Regions from separate parts of the Columba livia genome. Here region 2 is linked to region 1. Evidence: chromatin contacts called from public Hi-C data. All regions are on one chromosome and are shown on one strand. Each heading gives the region's core, a stretch centred on a gene start, on an enhancer-like site or on the middle of the called end of the contact. The rest is flanking DNA. Distances are from core to core; before and after follow the strand shown.

The links. Hi-C and Micro-C count contacts between places; a contact is called where the count stands out from the background.
Region 2: a Hi-C map of crop shows a contact between it and region 1, with 5 times the contacts expected there. The contact joins the enhancer-like site here to the promoter of CIPC in region 1. A contact is called at or near these places in 2 of 2 Hi-C or Micro-C datasets (crop and liver).

Annotation. Positions count from the first base shown.
Region 1 is chr5:24,389,636-24,397,477 of bColLiv1.pat.W.v2, reverse strand. CIPC (CLOCK interacting pacemaker) reads left to right here and starts at 3,204. Exons shown (of 4, transcript XM_065063825.1): 1 at 3,204-3,277; 2 at 6,296-6,470; 3 at 7,365-7,534. The coding sequence starts at 6,398.
Region 2 is chr5:24,547,749-24,555,590 of bColLiv1.pat.W.v2, reverse strand. No RefSeq gene overlaps it. Among named protein-coding and RNA genes, the nearest start is that of LRRC74A, 25 kb to the left of the region's middle. Within about 2 kb of position 2,825, at least 3 of the 3 cell types and tissues checked have an H3K27ac peak away from gene starts, as active enhancers do.

The DNA.
Region 1 (7,842 bases), core at 1,955-4,454:
TTTGTGGTACAGATGAAGTTGTAGATGGACACAAGTATCTGAAAGATGTGTACTTTGAAAATGAAACATAGCTAGGTTGAAATGTAGTTGAAATGCAGAAGAAAAATGGGCCATTGCCAAAATACCTTAATTAGAGAAAAATCTTGTTAACTGCTAGGTGAAATTCTATGACCTGTAATAGACTGAAGATCATAGAAGGTGATCATATAGTATCTCTTCCATACTCTGATATTTATAAGTAAGATATTAATTATTAACAAAACCCACATGTGGAATGTCTTTTCAAACAGAATTGGAGGTTTAATATTGCTTTAGTACTCAAAACCACAGCTCACACAAATATAAAAGGAAACACGTTTGAGATTTAGTGCCCCTCTGCTGAAAGGTGAATCAAATACTTTATCCACATGAATTCATTCTTTGGTTGAGACCAATGAAAACTTAAAGGCATCATTTGAACAATACTCTTCTATTAATGTAGTAAAATTACAGAAATTACAAAGATACTTATCAAAATATCATGCAAGTTAGACTTTGGTTCAGTAAAGTGAGATGAATAAAGCTATTTATTTGCAGGCTAACTTAATGCAATATAGTACCTACTACTGTATTTTGTCTGTGATAGCAAAACAAATCAGTGAGTATATGAAGAAAAAAGATTGTGTACACAGTGTTTTCAGATAAACACCTAACCGCTCCAGTTCAGATAATATATTATGAAACGACGTTCTTTTTCTGACCTGGCTATGCTTTACTTATGAAGTTTGCCAAACATTTATTTCTACTGTTATGTTAGGACAAAAGATTCTTTGTTCCATAAGAATTTATAAAGTCCATGCATCAACACCTTTATTAATTGTTTAGTAACCACATAAGACCTATTATTTAACTGCATCATTGGATAAATACTTGCTTTTGTCCCTCTTAAGCCATGAAAGATGGTTTCTGCGTCTTTTCCTGGAAGAACAGATCCAGCATTTATTTATTTATTTATTTATTTTTTAATCAAAGCGTGGAAATACCTAAACTGAATAAACATGCAGTCATACTTCACCCATATTCCTTTCACTCTTCTCTTGTTCTATGACCAGAATAAACAGCAAATTGAACAAAAAGCTTATACTTATTTGACAAAATGCTCGCCTTTAGGATAAACAAATAAACCACAGTACAACATATGAAAAAAGGAAAACATCCTGTTGCCACTGGCAGTAATCACTGAAAGTGCACAGTAAACGAGACCTTATATCAATGAAGAATCAAATGAAAAGAACAGGGAGAGAAGGGACAACGACAGAAATATTAAAATCACAAAAAAGGCATATTTTGGAGCAGGGAGAATTCAGGTGATACTGCTCGATTTAAAACTAACTTTTAATTCGACCGAATTCAGGGAGAATTTAGTTGTTAAGATTTATTTGAAACAGAGGTTTACCTGGACTACCCAAGAAATCTTATCTATTAACCAGTACAGTATTTCAGTTCTCCTACCTGCCACCCCTCCGACGAAGGTCTTGTATCACACAGTCCAAATTTGTTCTGAACCACCTGAACTGAAAGGCTGGTTGTCTGTCCCAAATACAGATTGCTCACTCTCTGATGAGCTGTTTTCAGTGAGCACCCACATGTACTTCACATCGTGAGAAATCTGGTCTCTGTGGAGATCAGTAAGGGTTGTTTCTGGGGATAAGGCAACCAGGACCATGCCTGAGCAAATATCATGATGCAACAGCATTCTTAGCATGCTTTCCTCAAAACCCAAACCTCCTGAACAGTAAGGAATCCAAATCCGTAGTCTATAGATCACACATCTTTCGGTACTGTTTAGATGTAACTCGGAGCCAACTCTGGTATTTAAATACTCAAAAATACATCTTAAGAGTGTCACTAGCGTTATCTCGCAGCACTTCGGATTAACAGCACTGGAATCCCTTCTGTGTCACATTCTCAAAGTGACAGTGCCTGTTCACATCATACCAGACATTTCTGTTCTGCATTTGACAGGTTACTTACGAGAATATGCTGAGACTAAAGGTCCTTCTCTTTTTCACTAAGGAATTTATTAAATCATGTTGATCCTTTTCATCAGCGTGTTTCAGGTGTTTTAACAAGACCATGACAACAATGAAAGTATTTAATCCATTTCTGTTCAGGGAATTCAATGTGTCTTTGCTTCATACAGCCTTTTTGATTTTCTCTAATGAAATGGCTTTCATGTCCAAATGCAAAATATTCTGACAGACTTGTAGTTGCCAGTCATATTTATGCAGTTCTCAGAACAAGAATAGCTATTCTAGGCATATTCTTTGAACCAGAGGATTCACTTCCTCCTACTTATTTGCCTTTGGTTTATATGTAGTTCATAGAAAGCAAATCCATGTATTTCTTTCACTATCTCATATTTACCCACTACATAGAAGGGTATTCTTTACTCATGACAGCTCCTCCTTTGTCCTATTTTCCCTCTTTGAGACAAGTTTAAAGCTTTTGGACCTCTTTGGTGCTGCCTTTCTCATTTTATAAGTGGCTGCTAGTGATTTGTTTTGGTTTCTTTTGCTGTTATCTCTCATTCTTGGCAAGAAGCTCTACAAAATGGTCCTCTTTTGCACAGTTATTTGCGAAGTCCAGCACCATCTCAAACTCCTGGCTCTCATCACCATGTCTGATCCCCTCAGAAGTCCAGGCCAGGCATTAAACAGCTTCAAGCTCTTGCACACTTGCCTGGCCACAGAGCACAAGGCCAACAGGAGCGCACTCACACCCTTTTTCAGTGAAGATGCTCCTTTCTGACATGTCCCTCACAGTCGTGGTGGGACGGGTCTCAAAAGGTCTTCTAGAGCCAATATGCTGGCAAGCCCTTTTCCCTGACGGGCCCTGTGTGCATCCATGGCCCCTCGCACACCTACAGCAGCCTTCTCCCTCCTCGCGCCAATCACCACAGCACTCGAGGGCCTGCGGCAATGGCTGCTGTGCCGAGCCTGCCCCTGGTGTCCCCGAGAAGCCCTTGCCCTTCCACCTCCGCCCCCTGCGAGGCGCCCAGGCCCCTGCCCCAGGACGCCACCTGGGGCCTCCGCCCAGCGCAGCGCGAGGAATCACACGCAGCAACGGCCGCAACGGCCGCCTGCGCGCGCAGCCCAAGCGCACGCGCGTTGCAAGCACCCCGCCCCCAGCAGGCGCGCGGCGGCGGCGCGGGCGGCTCTGCTGTGCGCATGTGCGGCCAGGAGGCCTAGCAGCAAGTTTCCTCTTCCGGGGCGGGCCTGTCCGGGCGGGGAGCGAGGTTCGTGTTCCAGGGTAGGGCGCCGCGCATGCGCGGCCCGGTGCGGTTGGAGCCGTGGCGGCCCGCAGCCAGGTGAGGGGTGGCCCGGCCCGGGAGCCGGTGGCCGTGAGGCGCTGGTGGCAGCTGTGGGACTCTCGGGCACCGCCGGGGCCTGCTTCTCCTCGCCGTGTGGCGGCTCGGGCCCCACAATCGGGTGGCTCAGCCCGGCTGCGCGGGGGCCGCTCCTCACGCCGGGCCCGCTGCGAGGGCACCCCGGCCGGGCGGCTGTGCTCCGGAGCTCCCTGCCGCCCGGGTCTGGCGTGTGGGCGAAGCGCCGGGCAGGCGGTCGGGCGGGGTCAGCTCTCGCCGGTGCGGCCAGAGGGAGGGCCCTGGGCGTCGGGGTTGGCGGCAGAGCACCTGCCTGCCGGGCCGGGGGCAGAGCACCTGCCTGCCGGGCTGAGGCGCGTCTTGGCCCCGCGGGGAAGCCGAAGGGGTCCCACGCCCGCGTCTCGATAGAGTGGCGCTTCTGGTTTGTTTACTTTCGGTTGTGGTTCTGTTGGTATTGGTTTGTTGTTTGCGGGTTTTATTTGTTTTCCATGAGCGAAGAGAAAAAGATGTGCCAGCCCACCCATCCCAAAGGTTCCATTGATGCAAGGCTGGCAGATGGTGTGTTCTTAGTTTACTTATTTCTAGCCTTTCTTCTGTTTCTAGTTCTGCTTTTTTTTGGAGATTAGCATCAATACATATTGCTTTCTTTAAAAATACATTTGTTTAGAAAGGGATGAGTAACAAAAGTATGGATTGGGACTTAAACCTCATTTTCTGTTCCAGGGATAGCATCTACCTTGCTCTTATGTAGTTATGTTTGTTCCACGCCTGTTAGCAGGTCAACAGGTGTGACTATAGATGGAAAATAAAAGTTATGCAAATAGCTACTGAGGAAATTCTCTTCTGATGACAATTATTTTGTCTTTCTTGTAGTTACAGAGAGAGTCACCCTACCATCTCAGCACTGTTGTCTGGCTTACAGAATTCATTACTGGAGGTGCTAAGGCTCAAGATCTCGGAGCAGAATTCTAACAGTCAGTTGTCAGGACCTTAAGAAGAAACTTGCCTTTCAGGGTAGACTATTCCAGGATGTCTGCTACAATGTCATTTGAAGTAGCTTGCACTGGATACTGCCACCAGTGAGCTGCTGCCCTGCCCATGATGCAGACTCCTGAGTAATTTAAATATACAGTTCTAACATGAGACACAGCTTTAAAGAGTTGCTTTATAGGAAAATTATTTTTACAAATAATATTAGACGTAATTTCTCCACTTCATTGTGTCATTTTTCTGTTTGTCAAACTCTACCTTCTTTAAGGGAAGCATAAACTTTGCTCAATCTTGCTAGATCCTGCCTACCCTCAGGAAGCAGCTGAACCTTGTGACAAGTATGTAGTGTGGGAGGCCATAATGTAACTACACATTTTTGTGATTGTCATAGCTTTTAGTTTCAGCCTTCCAGTGTTCTCATTCTGTGTGTGGGAAGAAGATGGCATTTCTAAGGCCATGTCTCCTCTAGGAGTGCATTGCAGGTACAGTATGTGTTGCACTTGGAGCAGTATGGGTTTCTTTAGCCCCAGCTTGTTCTCTGATCGCTTACTTGAATTTATTTTTCTCTGATGACTTACTTTTGAGGGTGAAACAAACTGTATTAATGAAACCACAGCTTTGCAGATTCAGCTGTATTTGTTGTATTGGCTTCACCTAGTACAACTGACTTGTTTTGGGATTCAGCCCCTGGAATAGTGAAGTTTTTAGAAGATAAAAGTAGCTTTTAATTATTGGGGGGAAAAAATAAAGTTGTTTATGAGTAGCTTTTAGTTTATCTTGTTTTGGGGGGAGGCTGAGAAACATGCCTTGGTTTTCTATCTGAGTTTCATTCTTTGAATAATTTGAGATATTTCTGTTTTGAAAGTCTCCAGTTAGCTCACTGGCAGTGTGAAAAGAGATACACAACTATCCCACTTGACTCAGAGGGGCATTGATTTAATTACAGATAACAACTTATACTTTCTATCTGATGTTTTGTCTTCGTTACTCATGTTGCTGAACTTTGTAGAATTGGGCACTACATTTTTAGCAGGTCAAGAAATTACGTTCCTATTTCCCAAGTTTTGTGTGCACAGTAAGGAATTATTACATTGTCTGACAGAATTTATACCATAGTTAGAAAGTACTTATGCGTTGTCCTGTCCAGATGAATCTACCTTATACTTTACTTAGTCATTTTAAGTATGAAATTACTCTACTTCAGGTAATTTGGTAATATTGGCTGACCCATGTCCTGTATTCGGACTTGCTCAGGTCCTGGAGAAAGGAGCTGAATGAGATGGGTGCATTCTGCCACCTCAGCTGCATCCCTGTCTTCAGTACTTCTGTAATACCTTTGATTTATTGATGGTATTCACAGCACTAGTAATTTTTTTTTTTTTTTTGAAGTAAAATACCTGTTTTACATTTCTGCTTCAAATAATTTCTTTCTTCCTTCATGTGCCGTAGGTTTTCTGGCATCTTTTAACCTACCCTAAAAGACTCAATAGTCATGCCTAGTATGATGTTGTTTTCTTGTAGTTGGTGCAGGGGACTGAAAGATTGGATCATAGAAACTTTCCTGAAACTTAAAAAATCAGCCTAAGGCAGATATAAAATTTCAGTTCAGAAGATTCTACAAAGCAAAATGTCAGTTGATGCAAAGAGTTGTTTCCTGTCTTTTCTGCTCTGCAATGTGTTATTAAACATGCATAGTTTAGAGAGTTTTTCAGGGAGTAAATTGGTTTTATTGGCAAGCCTTTGATAACTCAAATGTGTGATGAACATAGCAAATGTGAAGCTGGAAGTTTAATAGAATTCTACAGATTGCTTAACAGGTGCAGCAAACCTTTGATAACCAGATTTCCATAAGGATGAACGTGGCCTTCTTTGTTATTTTATACTGATGGAATTTTCTTTAGACTCAGAGAAATTATCTTTTTATTCTGAACTATTTTTTAGTTGCCCAATGGAAAAGGCGTTAAAAACTGCCTGCAGCACTATGGAAGCATGGAGACAAAATAGTCATCTATTGAGACCCTCGAGGAACTACTGGAGGAAGTGATGGAAATGAAGAGCTTGAACCATCGCTTCAACATGGCGGCAGCTGAATCTGACAAAGATTCTGGATATTCAGGTTTAGAAAACTACTACGTTACCTTTTTTTGCTGTTATCTTCCTCAGACTTTGCTTTTATTGATGATGTTTGACAAATCTGACTCTGGCTCTTACAGTTTATGTCTCCTTACCTGGGGGCCCTTTGTATGCAGGACAGGTTGCATCTGCAAACATCCCACCATCAAACGTTTTTGGAGTAGAGCTTTATGTAGTTATAAAGTTCATCATGTGAATTTGAGTGGTGTGGTAATTTAAAATTATGAAATTAACTGAAGAATCTTAGACTTCAAAGTCTAGAAGTGGGGATGGCAAAATCAGTTTTTCTTCTTTGCGGTGATGAATGAACTGTTGGATTATGCGGTTTAATGTCTCTTACCATTTGACCAGATTGTTAGTAGAGCCTGATAAAACAGAGAGTAATTGTAAAATGTAAACACGGTGTGGTATTTTTATAGTCAACACAGGTGTGCAAAGATTGTCTTTAAAAGAAAGAAAATGCTTTTGTGAGAGATACCTGCCTTATTGGGTTTGTACATAGAGGGTTTCAAGACACAAAATGCCTGCAACACAGACAGCAGCTGTTGCAATGCTGGAGCTTGTAGTTCTTTCCTGCACCAGCTTTTAGAGCTATCTTCATGGTAGTGTGAGTCCCTTAAAGACTAAATACAAAAGTACAAAAGGCAATAGGTTTTTTTGGAGACAATGTTTGCGTGAGAACTGGCCTGAAATATAAAGCCTTTTATTAAAGGCTATTTGACAGCTGTCACAGCAGGTCTAATTTTATTGGTATTCCAGAATGAAACTTTGTTGTTCTTTGTGGCGTGGTTGAAAGGAAGCAGAATATTGGAAATGAAAGGAGTTAACAAGGATGCTGCATATGAAACAACTAACAGCTGAATTCTGCATCTGGCAGATGGAAGTTCAGAGTGCCCAAGTGCTATGGAGCAGACTGACTCGGAGGACGTGCTGAATGCGTTGTGTTGGAACACAGAGGATGGGACTTGTCAGTGCCCAGTGACTACAAGCAACTCCTTTCCTGCACTTTCTCCTATGGTCGTAATGAAAAATGTGTTAGTTAAGCAGGTAGGGACGAAGTAATATGTTGAAAAATATTGCATGTTCTTAAATCGTTGTTTTGGTTTGGTTTTTTTTAACATGTTTTTCCTTTCAAGAAGATATTGCAAAGTTGTTGCAATCCAGAAAGTAACTGGTAACTTGAAAAGTACTATTGCGACAGCCTGGTTTTTTGAGGGGGAGCTAGAAGCACTAAGATGGAAAAAATGTGAAATGGAGAAGCTTTGCTACATCTAATAACCCTTTTTGTCTCAAAGGGATCTCCAAAATATAGATCTTTAAGAATATTATGTAAGTAGCACCAGTGATCAAAACAA
Region 2 (7,842 bases), core at 1,576-4,075, 160 kb before region 1:
TCTCCTGCAGCGCATTACTATTCCACTTAGGTTTGCACAGAATTGGCTGCCCAACTAAACTGATTTGTTCAATTATCGCCTTTGAGATTCTAGATTAGCTACAGCCATCAAAAATCCTCTGTAAGAAAACAACATAATCAAATAGAGATGGGTACTGGCCTACAGCAGGTGAAGCTTTTATTTATTTGAGTGTCCACTTAAACTCCACATTAAACAAAGATATGGCAGCTAGGTTGTACCTTTACACCAGGAAAGACCTACAGGGAGATTGGATGGTTTCTTTCAGCTGAAGAGTTTGCACCAAAATTTCCATTCCAGCAGGGCTTGATAAATAGAAATTACCTACTTTGCCAAACACAAAAGCAAAAGAGATTTGATCTCTGGGAAGGAACCAGATGCAACCTTCCATCCTACTATGTAGTCTGATGCAATTAAAATACTAGCAAAAAACTGGCAGTGCTAGTGAAAATTTTAATTCTCCAAATACACATATAAGCAGGGTGGTGGAGGGATGCAGTTGTGGTTTGTATTGTTGCTGGGTCTCTCTGAGCATTCTCAGACCAATAAAGCTTTTCTAAGCTTGGCAGCAGCATTTATCCCCGTGCTGAGAATTCAGGGATAAACTGTGGTAGATACTGAGCATGGGCAGTCTGGATGCACCTGTGAAATGTTGCAGAAGGAAATGGTTCGGCCAGCATAAATTAAAGCAGCTCTGAGACTCATCTAACATACCTCAGGAATTCAGCCTGCCAGCACAAAATGAGACAGTGCAGAAAGCTGCCTAAACACAACCTCTGCATCTTCCCTGGCTTGTGAGAGTGACACAGACAAGTGACATTGTCAGATCTCTTCAATATTAGAAACAAACTAACACTGTTTAAGTAACATGTTTTGAAAACACGGCACGCACACCGGAGTATTTCGTGCGTTAGTTAGCTTAGATGAACCTTTGGATCTCTTGCAGGTGAAATCATTTTTTTATTGTGGATCTCATCCAGCAGAATGAGACTCAATTCATACTGATTTCCTCGGCACCACCACGTCACTTAAACCAACATATCGCTGCATGTAAAAAGACATCCCTAGTTAGAATCTCTGGAAATCTCAGAGTAAATATAAAGACTAATGTTATATGCCAAACTACCTCAGCTTGTTCATGTCGAAGATTTTTGACCTGTCTAGCTGAACTGGCCTAAAGGTTTTTGGCTTTATTTTCAAAGGAGAAATCTCGTGGGCTACTGAAGTGGGTACACTGATGCTAGTCTTCATCTTTGAAACTTGCATCAATAGTTCTTTGTTACAGTGGCCTCCCATCCATATAATGAGCATATCAAATGGTGTTCAGCATATATCAGTGGACATATACCTTATGCAAAGCAGCATTCTGCAGCCATGCACAAAATCAAGCATCATGGGACTGGGAACATGCCATGCACAATGTACTGACATGCCTAAGCCTCCTGTCCATTCATTCGCTGAGTAAAACCTCACTCGATCTGTCAAAACAACATCACAGAATCTAAAGATATGATGAAGTGAATGTTTGCATGGACAAAATTTAACTTTTTCAGCATGAGATAGCAGATTCAGGTCGACTAACTGAGACTAATGTTTTTTATAAGACACTGGAAAACGTCAAGATCATCATGGACATCTCAGTTCTTGAAAATGTATGTTATAGTTATTCTTTCCTTCTTATGTGGGTGAGTCCTTGTCTATCAATAATACTGAAGCTATTTCATAGTTTCTTAATCCAGAGAGGCCAGCCAAAGGATTGCATCCTGAATTTGACTGACCAGAAGAATGCAATCAACCCATAGCTCATTCCTTGCCAAGCTGTTCCTTGCAGGCCACTGAGGTGGCAGCTGGACCCACACTGCAGGCTGGACAGATTGCTCTGGTAGCCTTCTCTGTTCCAGATACTTCATGAGGATCTTAATTCCTTCACTGACATGCTGTTAGCTGTGTATCTCTCAAGGGACAAATATGCTATCTTTCACAGCCTCATGGGAAGTGGGTATCTGATCAAGTCCCAGGAGGACAAGGAAATAACGTCCTGCCATGTAACCTTATTCACAGGATCCTCCTTTCAGGAAACTGAGTACATGCATTCCTTGATGGTCTATATTTGCATTTGGGGTCACAGGATACAGTGATCATTTGACAGAGAACGTCTCCAGAATATGGCCCTCCATAAGGGACTGAGACCAGGTCCAGTCATGATCTTCCCCCAGTGAGGGAAGATGAAACCATTTCAACTGTCCTCTTTGCCAGTGGTTCCTCCCCACCTCATCTTTGTGGAGCTGGTATGGGAGCAGTTACACTGGGTACACGTGCGGAGAAGTCCAAGCAGGGCAGTTAGAATCAGAGGTTTATCACTGCTGTATAACTTACAGCAGAACTACGAGCCCTCCCCTCGAGTCACTGTGAGGACACTGATGGTGTCGATGGACTATCTGCTGGCTTCTCAGTGTGCAAGTGTCTAAGGAGGACCCAGCAGTGAAATTGCTTCTTTCCCGGGGAGCTGCGCCTTCGCCTGCTTTTCCTCCCTTTCCACCTAGCAGAGGGCGCTCCGCTCTCAGAAATGGGTCCTCAGCACATTCCTGGGATGAGAGCTTAACCACTGGAAGGAAAAAGTCCTGCACAGACACACCCTACGAGATTTAAAAAAGAATAAATAAAATAAAATAAAAGCTCGAAACAAACTGCGCGCTGATACAGAGCTCGATGAAGCCCTTGAAGGCGTGCAGGCAGCGGGCTGGGGAGAGAGCGGGAGGCCGCGGGCAGCCATGGTGCCGGGCGCCCGGCCGGCGGCAGCGCTGCCGCCCAGCGCTGCCCTTGCCCCGGTCCCGGACCACCGGGCGGTCCGGTGCCGCTGCCACTGCATTGTGCTGCGCGGTGGAAAAGCCACAATGCGAGCTGCTCTCTGGGGGGGTGGAGACAGACACAGGCGGAGTCAGGGCTTAAATTCTTGAACCTTTCACATCCTTTCTGTAATTTGAAACATACTTGTTCCCATTCCAGACGCCCCCCCCCCCCCCCCTTTTTTTTTTAATTCCTTCCTTGAGGCTGTGGAAATATGTTCAGAAAAAAAAAATAGAGGGAGAAAAGGAAAGAAAGGAAAGAAAGGAAAGAAAGGAAAGAAAGGAAGGGAGGGAGGGAGGAAGGAAGGGAGGGAAGGAGGGAAGGAAGGAGGGAAGGAAGGAGGGAGGGAAGGAAGGAAGGAAGGAAGGAAGGAAGGAGGGAGGGAGGGAGGGAAGGAAGGAAGGAAGGGAAGGAAGGGAAGGAAGGAAGGAAGAAAGGAAGGAAGGGAAGGAAGGGAAGGGAAGGGAAGGGAAGGGAAGGGAAGGGAAGGGAAGGGAAGGGAAGGGAAGGGAAGGGAAGGGAAGGGAAGGGAAGGGAAGGGAAGGGAAGGGAAGGGAAGGGAAGGGAAGGGAAGGGAAGGGAAGGGAAGGGAAGGGAAGGGAAGGGAAGGGAAGGAAAGGAAAGGAAAGGAAAGGAAAGGAAAGGAAAGGAAAGGAAAGGAAAGGAAAGGAAAGGAAAGGAAAGGAAAGGAAAGGAAAGGAAAGGAAAGGAAAGGAAAGGAAAGGAAAGGAAAACAAGCCTTATCAGAGGCTCCAAAACAAAACAGAGAAACGTGAGAGCGTGGCCCTCCCAGCACAACTGCTTGCGGGCTCAGATTTCTCTTCAGAGGGGTCATGGCTGCTGCAGTCACGGGTTTGGAAGGCAGCTGGTCCTGCCTGCAACAAGGCGAAAAAAATACCGTCTCTTCTGGAAATGGCAATGATCTCCTTTTGCCTTGTAAGCTCTTGGTGTTCAGAGCAGAGGAGGCCATTTGCAAAACGCTTGGGGCACGAGTTTGTGCCCTTACAGTTCCTGGTCATCTTCAGCGGGTAATTCTTCCTCCCCACTCCAAGAGCCTTCCACCCCGCTCCCAGCTGGCCTGGGAGGGAAGGAACATAGCATGTCCCTCTCCTGTGCCCTGCAAATCACACAGCTACAAGCACTCCCATTTACCTCCTTCCACAAGACGGGCAGGAAGACAGTTCCCATATTTAAGGTGGTGTGTACATATATGGGAGAGGAAAACTGGCTAATGCGCACTCTGAATGATTTCTACCGTCCCTGATCACCCCAAAAGGCATGGAGCTGCATGGAGTGCTCTCATGCGTCAGCCAAGCCATCACTGCCCACTGCTTTCCACTGGGTAAACCACAGCAGGTGACTCTGCTGGTGCAGCAGGGCTTTTTGTTTGCCTTGTGTAAGGAAGTAACAATTGCCAGCAGCACTGAACACCCCCACAAGCCAAAAGTGACCTGAAGCTCTTGAGTTCCAAACAAGCAGTTGCAGCGCAGATGCCTTGCCAAGGCTGGGCCAAGCAGTGCTGAAGCAGGTCTGCTAAGTTGACAGAAGGAACACCTACCCCTCTCCCATCCACTCAATGACTCACACCCTGCTCTTTCAATCCAGAAAAACATGCATGAGAGGAGAAGCTTTCATGTTTTGTTGCCATTATCATAGGTCTCAATTGTGCTAGTGTGGTATCATGCTGTTTACATGTGTATGCATATGGATGGGTGTGAGCAACCCGTACAGAAGGCGTGAGGTTTTCCAGGAGAGACTCAAGTGGTCACATGTGCATCACCTGAAGCAGCTGGATCACTGTCTCACCAGGAGGCTCCTCTGCACATGTGGGAGAAGTCATCCAGAGGGAAGCGCAGTCCGTGGGCACAGGACATAGCCCTGACATGCTGTACTCCTCCCCTGTCACCACCACTGCTCTGCACAGCTGGAGCAAGTTAGGGAACTTGCAGCGGATTTCTGTTTCCTTGGATGTATAGCTAGAGAAAAAGAAGGAGCAGGACCCTGGAAGACAGAGATGGGGCAGATACATCTATTTTTTTGGAAAGGACAGTGTGGCGTTTCATGGTTTCCTTATAGCTAGGTTGTGCCTTTCAGCCACGTGCCCCATGTGGGATGGCAGCTAGGTTATGCCCACCAGGGAGCCACTCCCCTTAACCCAGCTCCTGGCACTACAAGTCACCACACTGATACTTTGCAGATTAGCAGGAAACTCCACAAAGCTCAGGTGTACTTAAATATTTCACGTCACACAGCACATGCTATTCTGGCTGCATGCAGCACTGCAGCATTTGAGCTCCCTCTGAGGACATAAAGCATCCTTATAGCTTAGCTGTCTTTATCCAGACACCCTCAAGACAGTCTTTGTGTCTGAAGCTCAACACTTGCAGCATCTTCTGAATGTTGCCCTCAGATGGAAGCCAAAGTACTCAGAGCATCCCCACCATCTTGCTACATCCATTCTTTGCCCTCAGCCTGGTATCCTGCTTTTTAGCCAACACAACTGTAGCATGGTGTCTCATTTATCACCTCTCTATCACTTCTTTGCAAATATGCCTTGGTTACAAATATAAATGCTCTGCTGACTTTTTCTTAGGCATCTTGTATACTAAATGGGCTACTAGTGCTCTATTCAGGCCCATGTTGGCATTCTCCACCCTCATCTAGATTGTCATGCAAGTCCAGTTGGAGTTGCTATGAAATATAAGACAAGACCTCAGTTAAACATGTATTAAGTTAGTGACTTCTGGGACATTACCAGCTTCCTAGATACCACATGTGACTCACTGCACTAGATGACAGATTGCATAATAAGTCATGTCACCTGGTCATATTTATCAGAGCAGGTTTGTCCTGCCTTTTTAATAGGGATCCTTGTCTCACAGGTAGCAAGCAGGCCAAATGCAATCTGTTCCTACAGGCATTGCTCTTTGCAGGTTTTTTTTTTTTTTACTCTATTTCAGTCCCACATACTTAATTCATGCCTTCACTAGCTGAAACAAAACAGTTCAGTGCCCTCTGATTCAAAGGTTTGTGGAGGAAGACACCTAGATTTCTTGGGGTCATTGTTCAATGGATGTAGATGGGATTCCCACCCTAATCCAAATGGCATGTTAAGAAGTGATGGAGAAAAATCAGCACTTGTCCGTTTTCCAGAAAAGAAAATGCCCCAGGCCATGTTCTTCCTCCCCAACTGCTTCTCTGTACCCATCACAACTCCTGGGCACCATCTATGGACCTCTACAGAGCTCATGATCTAAAGCAAGCAGCATGCCAAAGGTAAGTGGGCCAGAGCCTTAGTCTGCAGCTTGTCACCGTTGTAATACTGGGCACCTCTAAAAGGATATTAAGTCCCTCAAAAAAGTAGCTGAAAATTCTCCTCACATAGGGAAATCTCCACAAGATACTAGCTAAGAGAGCCATCCTACCCATCTGGCCATACTGCAGAGGCAGGTGGCATTTGGGCCACAATCCAAGAGCTCCTTAGCCATTCAAAATGGGCACCTTCATATCTCTAAGACTGAAGGAAAGTAAGAGAAGCTCTTACATGTTTTTGCCCCTACATCAGATCCTAGCCCTAGGGGATGTGGCTGGGATAGACATGCCGATAGCTGCAGCAGATAGATACCTTCTGTTTCACAAACACCAACTTGTACCCAGCTGCCCTTTACATATTATACTAGACTAGTTATTCATTGCTGAAGTGAGTTTGAGGAAGGGACCAGGACAGAAAAACAGCCCATGAAGACAGGCAGCAAAAAAAGAAAGGACGACCTGGAAGAAGAGAGCTGAGGTGCTCTCTGGTGACAGAGCTTTTCAGGGGCTGAGAGGAGACACGTTGTAACAGGCTGGCTGGAGTCACAGTGGTGCTGGGAGATGGAGGGGTGCAAACATACAAACGTATGCTCTCTGGTGACTTCATTCCCTGTGTAAAGGAGTATGCACTATTTCATGAGGGCTGAGTGTGAGGGGCTGCTTTAATAGCCTCATCTTCTCTGCTAACCTCTAGAAATTGGTTCCTTTCAAAGAGATAAGAGCATGCAGGCAGACTCGAAATGAGGACAAGAATCCTGAACTCAGTGTGACTTCTAACCACTTGTCCTAGACACAGGCCGGTCTCTGTTCCAGGCTCTGGGAAGCCCAACTGAAGATTCAGCTGCACGGGAGGGATCCTCCCATGTCCCTGCACAAAAGAGAAGCGGGGTGGTCTCTGGGTGACGGCAGGGAGGCAGACATTGCTGAACACCAGCCTCCCTTTCGATACTGATTTGCAATGAAACATTTTGCCTCAAAAGTCTCTTTCACCCTCTGATTTTATCTCCCCTTTTAGAAAATGGTGCAAATAAAGCTGAGCTGCCTCATCGCTTGTGGATGTTTGTACTACACTAAACAGCCCTCCAAGGAGAGGAGTGAAAAATGCTAAAGGACTACCATGAGTCTTTGCAAGGCCCTGGGTCTGTGCCAGGAAAGGGTGTGATCTGCAGTTCTGCTCCAGTTCCATTCCCCAGCCTGTTTCAGTCGGCTGTGACTTTTGTTAATCCCTGTCCTGAGGCTAGAAGAAAGCAGGACCAACAGTTCAGTTCGCTCTGACAGGCCTGAGCCCTGCTTGAAAATACTAGGAAACCTCCTGAGTCAGCAGCTCACTTGCTCCTACTCTTGGAATAGCTGAGATTCCGGGACACAGTAACTTGACTCTACTCCTGGCTCAGGGCAGCCACTAGCTGAAAGGCAAAATAAAATCCCCTCCTGGCCCATTAACGAGGCCTATTCTGGGTTCAGGAGAAACCAGTCTGACTGATGAACTCCCCTGGCTCAGGGGCTCTGGCTGGGGCTGGGAGAGTTATTCTTTCCTTATTCAGCAGACAGGAGGATGTTAATGGGGAGCATATGGGAGGGGAGGGAGTACTGTGGATATTGCTGGAGGACAGCCAGACTGAATCAAAGCCCCAAGAAGCCTATTCTCCATCCGGGCAACACTAA